2 separate regions of the Sus scrofa genome follow, and region 2 is linked to region 1. Evidence: chromatin contacts called from public Hi-C data. All regions are on one chromosome and are shown on one strand. Each heading gives the region's core, a stretch centred on a gene start, on an enhancer-like site or on the middle of the called end of the contact. The rest is flanking DNA. Distances are from core to core; before and after follow the strand shown.

Evidence for each region. A called contact is a pair of places that touch in the nucleus more often than the background predicts.
Region 2: a Hi-C map of liver shows a contact between it and region 1, with 2.2 times the contacts expected there. The contact joins two enhancer-like sites. A contact is called at or near these places in 1 of 5 promoter capture datasets (liver) and 3 of 47 Hi-C or Micro-C datasets (all in liver).

The regions. Positions count from the first base shown.
Region 1 is chr1:230,843,347-230,847,806 of Sscrofa11.1, forward strand. The region is part of intron 1 of GNAQ (G protein subunit alpha q); the gene reads right to left. Among named protein-coding and RNA genes, the nearest start is that of GNAQ, 61 kb to the right of the region's middle. Within about 2 kb of position 1,870, at least 15 of the 83 cell types and tissues checked have an H3K27ac peak or open chromatin away from gene starts, as enhancers often do. A contact at or near this core is called in liver, where this site is marked.
Region 2 is chr1:231,036,981-231,041,440 of Sscrofa11.1, forward strand. No RefSeq gene overlaps it. Among named protein-coding and RNA genes, the nearest start is that of CEP78, 42 kb to the right of the region's middle. Within about 2 kb of position 2,246, at least 6 of the 83 cell types and tissues checked have an H3K27ac peak or open chromatin away from gene starts, as enhancers often do. A contact at or near this core is called in liver, where this site is marked.

The sequences.
Region 1 (4,460 bases), core at 620-3,119:
GTTAAAAAAAAAAAAAAAACACTGTACATTTTAAAATGGTGAGTTTTATGTTATGTAAATTATATCTCAGTTTTCTAAAAAAGATTCTCAAGAACTTGAAACTGTGCAAAGGCAGAAACAAAGACACCAAGGACTCCATTTGCTTAGCATAAAGAGTTTTAGGGCCACTTCAGATAAAATTAAGGCCCTGCAGGTTAAATGAACCACTAAATTCAAAGGGTGATTTATTTTCCTCTTTTTCTCTGCAGAACAAACTAAAACTAAAGATTTCTTTAGGTGTCTTCCAATTCTTAGACCAATGATAATGAAGGTATCAAGATACCTAAGCATTCATTTACGATACAGTTTCCTTCCTCTTGGACTCTAAGTCTATCTGGAATAACCTAATGCAACAGCAAAGGAAAAAGTCATTTAAATTAGGCTATTAGACAAGGCAGTGACATTCGATGCATTTAATGTATTTCCCAGACACTATCTCAAATGCTTTCCATTTCCCAATCAACAACACTGCTCTGTTCTAACAGATCTGGCCATCAGATGTAATTGGCCTTCAATTACATTTCATTCCAAATTAATCTTCGTAGTGTAGCAAACCAAAGGAAAGACAATGCTGTTTGCATTGCACTGTATGCCAGGCCTCTTAAAGAGAACTCCAGGAGAAAAACATGAGTCAGAGCTGACCGAGTGAGTAATTCCTAAGTGCAGGGATCTTATAGGAAATCACCTCCTATGGGCAGGCTCTTAGCCTCTTGCAGAGTCTGGGGGAAGTGATGCCACCAGCATCTGTATCTAGGAGAGGCCAGCGCTTTCCCCAGTGAGGAAGGGTGCAAGAGTTTCCGTCAAATAAAAATATGTTGGACAAATCATGACAGGACAGCAGTCTTTCACTGAAGAAATTACAATTTACATAAATTTTGAGGCTCACTTAATCTGCATATATCCTGCCCAGGCCTGTGATTTCTAAGCACTGGGAGATAACAGTAATTCCTTCCAAAAGCAGTCAAGCAGCCCATTCAGTCTTCTTCTATCCTCTAAATGCTCCCTTTGGCCTTGCCACCTGCAGGTGGGAAATACAACTGTGGCTCTACTAATGATTTCACACTCTTGTGCTTCCCTGTAATTTCCTAACACACCCGAATTACTATCCAGGGCCCTAAAGCAGCAATTTAAGAATTTCTGCTGGCCTGAAAGTTAATGCAACCATCAAAGTTTCCAATTTAAACTCAGGAATTAGCTTGTTTACCACCAAGATCTTGCCTCCTTATACAATTAGTCTGATACAACAGTTTAACACTGAAGAATAAAACTAAGGCCAACTTATAAAGAGAAAAGTCATAAAAAATAAAGATTATGAGAGGCAATAAATAAATGGGATGACCAGTCCTTTATTTGGTGAAGGAAAAAAGTCATAGAAAAGAGATTATACATGTGTGGCCGTGTGTGTGTGTGTGTGTTAGTAAATACCACAAGTTTTACTAACATACTAAGATTTTAAATACCACACAGCAACATGGTTTGAGTAGCACTGGAAAACGTGCTGGCTTACTTACTAGCCACATCAACAGTACTATCTGGTGGATTTTTCAGAAGATCTAAGGCAGTTCTGTGTTTCAATACACGGACGCATTATATTCACGTATTCAGCAGCTACTAAATATAGGGAAAAGCAGTGTTTTCTGTCTCAAGCGTGGATTTCTGAGATACAGAGGGCCAGCACCTCTGTTTCACCAACTCACTGCCAAGTTCTTGAGTAACCCAGGCTGAAGGTTTGATCTTTGTGATGAAAGCTGACACGGTCACCAGCCCCTCCTCTCTGCTCTCCCCACGTGGGTTCAGTTGCATATTGCCAACCTGCGTCACCTCCGCCCTGGATGTGAGTGAGTTTCCTTCCCCAGATCTGTTCGCTATGCAGCCATCAAGAGGCCCAAGTGTTCACGCCGGGAAGGGCGCACCTCTCAAAGGCAGCAGGTGTGGGCCACAGTCAAAACTCTGGGTGCTGGCAGGGATTCGTCCTTCTCTAGTCCTGTGGTTTTTATGTACATACAGTAGGAAAAGAAATATATCACCTTTGCTTTTTTCAGGAAAAAAGATAAAAGACTTTCTTGTTCTAGATGTTTCACACTCAGATCCATCCAGACCACAGTCAGTGCACTTCCTAGAACATCTGTATCCCAATTCCAGCAGAGAGCTAAAAACCTAACAGGTGATCAGTAATTCATTTTTACATTTTGGACTTAGCAGGTTTGCCTCATTTCTTAAACAAGCAGGTTTTCCAGAGCTATTTTTCTAAATCTAGAACATAAATGGGCACTAAATGTGCTAGAATAGAGCTTAAAAAAAAAAAAAGCTCTATACTCACAATCTTTCAGATTTCAGTGATTCCATCTTTGACAAATAGCCTACAATGATACAAATCCTCCAATCTTTACATTCTACAGTAGTGACTATGTACAGGAGCCTACTAAGCATTTGAAAAGTAATTAAAGGACTGAATTTTTTCATTTTTATTTAACTTTAACTAATTTAAAGTTAAATTGCCACATGTGGGTAACGGCTACATGCTAGTGCAGGCTTAGACAGACAGGGTCCCTGAAACAGGGGAACAAGCACTGTGGCAACAGAATTTGGTCCAAATCCCAGCTCTGCCATTTACTACGTAACGACCTTGAGCAATCTATTAAACTTTTTGTCACTCCTCTCAAGTGTAAAGTGGCATGTTAGTGGGAAGAATGTCCTGAAATTAAAGATGGTAAAGTAAGCAAAGCCCCTCTTCAATCAGTTACTTTCCCTGCTGTCTTTACTCAGAAGTTAAGACATCTGTCCCCCAATTTATGCTCCTGCAGGGAAAACAAGCAAGCACCCAAATCCTGGAAGGGACTGAACTGCAAATGGCAATTTGTTTCCGGAAAGTGGGGCTAAAATTTTCCATCTCTATTTTATATATGTTTGTATCTCTTTAACTTTTTTCCTTAGATAACAAATTTTACTTTCATCAAAAAAAAAAAAAAAAGTGTGAATACCTGTTATGGCACAGTGGTAATGAACCCGAATAGTACCCATGAGGATGCAGGTTCAATCCCTGGCCCCACTCAGTGGGTTAAGGATCCCACGTTGCTGTGGCTGTGGCACAGGCCGTCAGGTGTAGCTCAGATTCAACCACTAGCCTGGGAACTTCCATATATGCCACACATGCGGCCCCTAAAAAGCAAAAAAAAAAAAAAAGGAATTTTTAAAGTGCTACTCCAATTTCGGCTTTTTCTTCTGGTATTCCCAAGGCAGGGATGGTGGCAAGGCAGACACAATAAATGTTGGCTCAGAGCCCTTGGCCGGGTAAAAGGACAGGAGGCCAGTCTATATGCCGCTGAGGCCTGGCCCAATGCCAGCACCGTACCGTGTGTGCTGAATGCCCAAGGCTCATAAGGGCAATGCAGTTAACTGGATTAACCAGTTAGCACAAGTGCCTACAAGGCTGGAGTTTTCCTCATCCATTCCAGCCCAGGAGATGAGCCCTTCTGTGGTCACATTAGGCTAAATTTTGTTTTGTTGTTGTCTCTTAGGGCTGTATCCGTGGCATATGGAGGTTCCCAGGCTCTGGGTCGAACTGGAGCTACAGCTGCCAGCCTACATCACAGCTACAGCAAGCCAGATCCAAGCTGCATGTGCAACCTACACCACAGCACATGGCAACACCAGATCCTTAACCCACTGAGAGAGGCCAGGGATCAAACCTTTCTCATGGATCCTATTCAGATTCAGTTCCCTTGAGCCACTATGAGAACTCCCATTAGGCTAAATTATGAGCAGGTAATTTTCTTTATAAATTTATCCATTACAGTTCAAGGTAAATGATACCCTCACTCACTACAAATTGAACATTTCTAGAAGACAGCCTGACAAAACATTTACTTTAAAACATGAGTTACTTTTTGATCCAATAATTGCATTTGTAGGACTTTGCCGGGGGGGGGGGGGGATCAGATAATGAAGATGTCTATAAAAAATGATTGCTCGACATTTTATGTAACAAATGGTGGAAGCAAGCTAAATATTAATAGAGAGTTGGCTAAATAAACTATTATATATTTATATCATGAAATACTATGCAGCCCATAAAAATTATGCAGATTAATTCTGATATAGAAAGATGTTCAAAATGTTATCAAATGAACCTATCTACATAAAAGAAACAAACTCATTGACTTGGAGAACAGACTTGTGGCTGCCAAGAGGGAAGGGGATAAGGTGGGATGGACCAGGAGTTTGGGGTTAACAGATGCAAACTATTGCATCTGAAGTGGATAAGCAATGACATCCTGCTGTACAGCAGAGGGAACTACATCTAGTCACTTGTGATGCAACATGATGGAAGATAATGTGATAAAAAGAATATATATATATATATATATATGTATGTATGTATGTATGTATGACTGGGTCACTTTGCTGTACAGCAAAAATTG
Region 2 (4,460 bases), core at 996-3,495, 190 kb after region 1:
GTCAACGAATATTACATATTCTGTTTTAGAAACTTTAGAAGTGCTTAGTGCCTGAGAGATCAGGAAAGTTGTTTTTAGTGTAAGGAAATGGCAATTTGAAAGCAATCTATTTCTAAATCTCAGGGGTGGAACTATGAGCTTATCCAAGGGTCTGAGGTCTAGGTACAACAGAAAGGGGAAATGAAAAATAGGGAACAAGAAGAACCCAATTTAGAAAAAAGAGAGCCTACTCTGCTGAAGAAACATCAGACACAGATCTTGTACTAGATAGCAGACATTTTCATGAGGGTTCTTTGAATTACCAATATATTCCCAAGTGGAAGATCGGTTAAAAATTGAGTCACAAAGGGCATTAGATATGAAACAACATTGTATAACCAATTTGTAGAGGATTGGCCTATTGTTTCTTTTTGCATCTTTAATTTATACAGCTGTCCTTTTAAACTGAAGAAACTGATTGCTCTAGTGGATTTCATTACTGGGCATTTCTTTGATATGCTTACCTACAGCTATTAAAATAAGTTTTCAGAAATTTTTTTCAGAGAATTTTCAACTTTTTCAAAGAAAAGACAAAGTTCTCAGCCACTAGGTGCATGAACCCCAGACCAAAAGAATGCCGAGGAACTTCTAACCAAATGTAAGACAGACATATGACCTATGGAAGCTCATGTGATTTCTGGGTATGGATAACAGCTGCCTGGTCTCCATTCAAGCCTCTTAAACAGGCTAGGATTGCAGTAGTTAACCTCTAAGACCCAGTTAATGGGGAATGATATACCCCCTCCTGTGCCAGGTACAGATCTATTCAAATAAAATGATACCAAAATTCCTCTTTGAGTAATCTTTTCCATGGAAGTAAAAGCACTAAGATTTAGGTCCAAAAGACTGGAAGACAACCAATGGCCATCATTAGGAATGGCCAAGTGAGCACTGACCAATTATAATCTATGGAATATTATAGGCTATTTATTTTTATTTATTTTTTTCTATGTAGGGCTGCACCTATAGCATATGGAAGTTCCCAGGCTAAAGGCTGAATCAGAGCTACAGCTGCCCCCTGCGCCACAGCCAGAGCAATACTGAATCCAAGCCACATCTGCGACCTACATTGCAGCTCATAGCAACACCTGATCCCTAACCCACTGAGCAGGGCCAGGGATCAAACCTGCATCCTCATGGATACTAGTTGGGTTCATTACTGTTGAGCCACAACGGGAACTCCTATACAGCTGTTTAAAAATGAGTTAGACCTGTATCTACTGATGACAGGTACAGCAGCTAACAGTTTCAGAATACTTAATATGTGCATGTCATGTCTGTGCTATGCATTCTACAATCTTAAAATGGGAACTATTATTTCCATTACTTAATTTTATAGATAAGAAAACTGAGCACAAAAATGGTTAAATAACTTTCCGAAATACCAGAACTAGTTAGCAAGGAGCCAGGATACAAGCCTAATCAGTTTGACTCCAGAATCTTGTGCTTTTTATCCCTACATAGCTTACAAGTTGCAGAGAAATGGGGAGAAAGAAAACATTTGAATAACAACAACCCCTAAAACTACATAATGTGTTTATTTGTTTGTATAAATTTGTATGAACATGAAGAAAAGCATGGAGCAATGCACAGATATCGACTACCCTGGGAGGCAAGTGTGGGTGGGGAGGGATGAAGTAGGAGAGCTTATTAACTCTTTGTTTATACATCTTTGCAATTCTTTCCAGGTTACAGATAGAACATCTAATATTTTTATCTCTAACTGGTGAACTTTTTGTGTATCCACAATACATTCCAAATTCATTTATTCATCTAAAGGACACTTATAAGGCAAGCACTAAGCCAGGCATAGGGGAACATATATTAAAAACATCTAGAGGCACTTCAAAGAGACAGACAAATAGAATATGTCATAAGTGTTAGGACAGCAGTAAAAAAAAAAAAAGAAAGAAAGAAAGAAAGAGAGATAGAGATAAAAAGAGAGACAGAGAGAGAAGCAGACAGTTAATACAGGCAGGACCTAGCTAAGGATGGTGGTGAAGAGAATGGTAATCCTGAAATGTTCTTCCCAAAAGTGGCATCGGACAGCCTTAGCTTAGCAATCTCCTATGATCTTACTTCACTATTATTGCCACCTTTTTATTTGTTGTCTTTTATTTCAGTTTAGTTGCTGGCTTAGAGAAACAAGGTAGATTAAAAACGGCCCGGACTTTGGAATCTGGCAAGCCTGAGTTTAAAACCCTAATCTCTAATTTACTAGTTGTGAAACCCTGGGTAAGGCATTTTTTTTTCTCTAAACCTCAGATCCTTCATCTAGTAAAGTCTGATAACAATAACTATTTTCAGTCCAGGGTAAGTACCCTGTGTATCTGTTATAGGATTAAAAATCTCCCCAAATTTAGAGACCTAACACAACTACGTCATGCGTTTTGCTCATGAGTCTACAATATGGGCTGTTCTCGGTGGGGAGAGTTCATTCTTGCTTCAGTATATCAGTGGGATGGCTTGACTACAACTGAATGATCCATTTCCTGGTTCATTCTTATGGTTAGCAAGAAAAAAAAAGTAGATGTAGACTATTTAGATTTTTTTTTTTTTTTTTTTTTTTTTTTTTGGCCGCACTCGTGGCATAGGAAAGTTCCCAGGGATCAAAACTGAGCCACAGCTGCAACCTAGGCCAAAGCTGTGGCAATGCCAGATCCTTAACCCACTGCACCACAGCAGAAACTCCTTATATCCACACTTAGCAGTTCTTTTTTTCCTGTTTTCTTTTCTTTATCATTAATAGTATCCCCCACTTTTGAAAAGTTTGCTTTATGTCATTTCACTTTTATGAAAGACCTGCATTAGCATCTGTTTTTCCTAAGGGAAAGAAATCTGAAGAGAATTTTTGATTTTACCAAAAACAGCAAAAATTGAAAATAGCTTCAGTGTTTGTCTTACTGGGGGCTCTTATAGATGCAGTGTGAACCCCAAGCTGTGAGAGTGGCACCACCAAGCTCCTTCCCCTGGAACTGCATTTAGCATCTCAGCATCAAGCTGCCAAAGCTTTCAACTGTGATTGTGAGCATCTGTACTTTCTCTTCATTTGTTTTGTGCATGTGTTAGCAAGATGTACGCTAAGGTTATTCCTTCTTTGCTTTACGTCTTTTCAGTCTAGGAAAGGTTTCATAGGAACACTCCGCTTTCAGATCAAGGGGAAACATATTTAGCTATCACTGTGTGCTCAAGGCTTACGTATAACTTAAGGGGAGAGAAGAGATTTGTTCCTAAGATCCAGGGGAAAAACTCTTCTTGCACCATTCCTATTTCAACAATGTAGCTACAGCAAATGGAAGAAGGTAAGAAGAGGAACAGTTAGAACATAGAATCTAATAAAATATGGTGTTGCTATCACACTATTTATTTAACTATCCCATTTTTTTTGTGACAAAGCTTGACTATGTCATACTTATACAACATCTGGCTGCCATTTTTCCAAGGAGTCTCAGTTAGGTGCCAGACAGCAAAAACAAATTCTGGATAATTTAATCAGAACGGAATGAATTAAGAGATACTGGGTAGCTCACTTCATCCAGAAGGCTGAAGAGCCAGGTCTAGAGGCTACAAAGCAAGAAATAATACCCAAAACTATAAAACTGGTCCAACAAAGGCCACACACTGCCTTTACTGCTACACAAGAAAACTCTCTTGTACCACACTTTCTACCTCTCTGGACTGTAGATTTGGCCACAGGTGATATCACAACTGTCTCTGGAAACTGAGAGAGTCATTCAGGATGCCACTTCATAACTGACTCTGCACCGTCCTTGATTCTTTGTGTCATTGTAATGTCAAAGTCTGACACAGGGGCATCTTCTTGGGGGGTTGTATAACATATGCCTGTGTTTTAGTTCAAGGGAGTCAAAAAAGTGAGAATCTGGTTTCCATGGTTAGAAGTAATCTGTCCCCAACTCAGACGACCCTGAAATTTCTAATTTTCTTGACTGGCTTCAATGTTCTTGTGTCCAAATCTCAACAGGATCTTGAGAGGTGGTTCAATTATTTAATCTTTTTTTTTCATTCATCTGCAACAATATTTACTAAGGGTAGGTTGCATGAAAGCAATATCACTGATTATGCTTTGGTTATGGGTATATATCTGGTCTGGGTCCAAACATGGGCTTACCTCATTTATCAATGGAAAACTCATTGGTTACGTTAAATTTGCCATGTCTCAACTCTTTCAAGAAACTTCATTATTAAATAGAGAACGGAGATGTGGGGAAAAGGAAAGGTTTTTTAAAATTATTATTATTATTATTATTATTTTTGTCTTTTGTCTTTTTAGGGTCACACCTGTGGCATATGGAGGTTCCCAGGCTAGGGGTCTAATCAGAGCTGTTGCTGATGGCTTATGCCACAGCCACAGCAACACAGGATCCAAGCCACATCTTCGACCTACACCACAGCTCACAGCA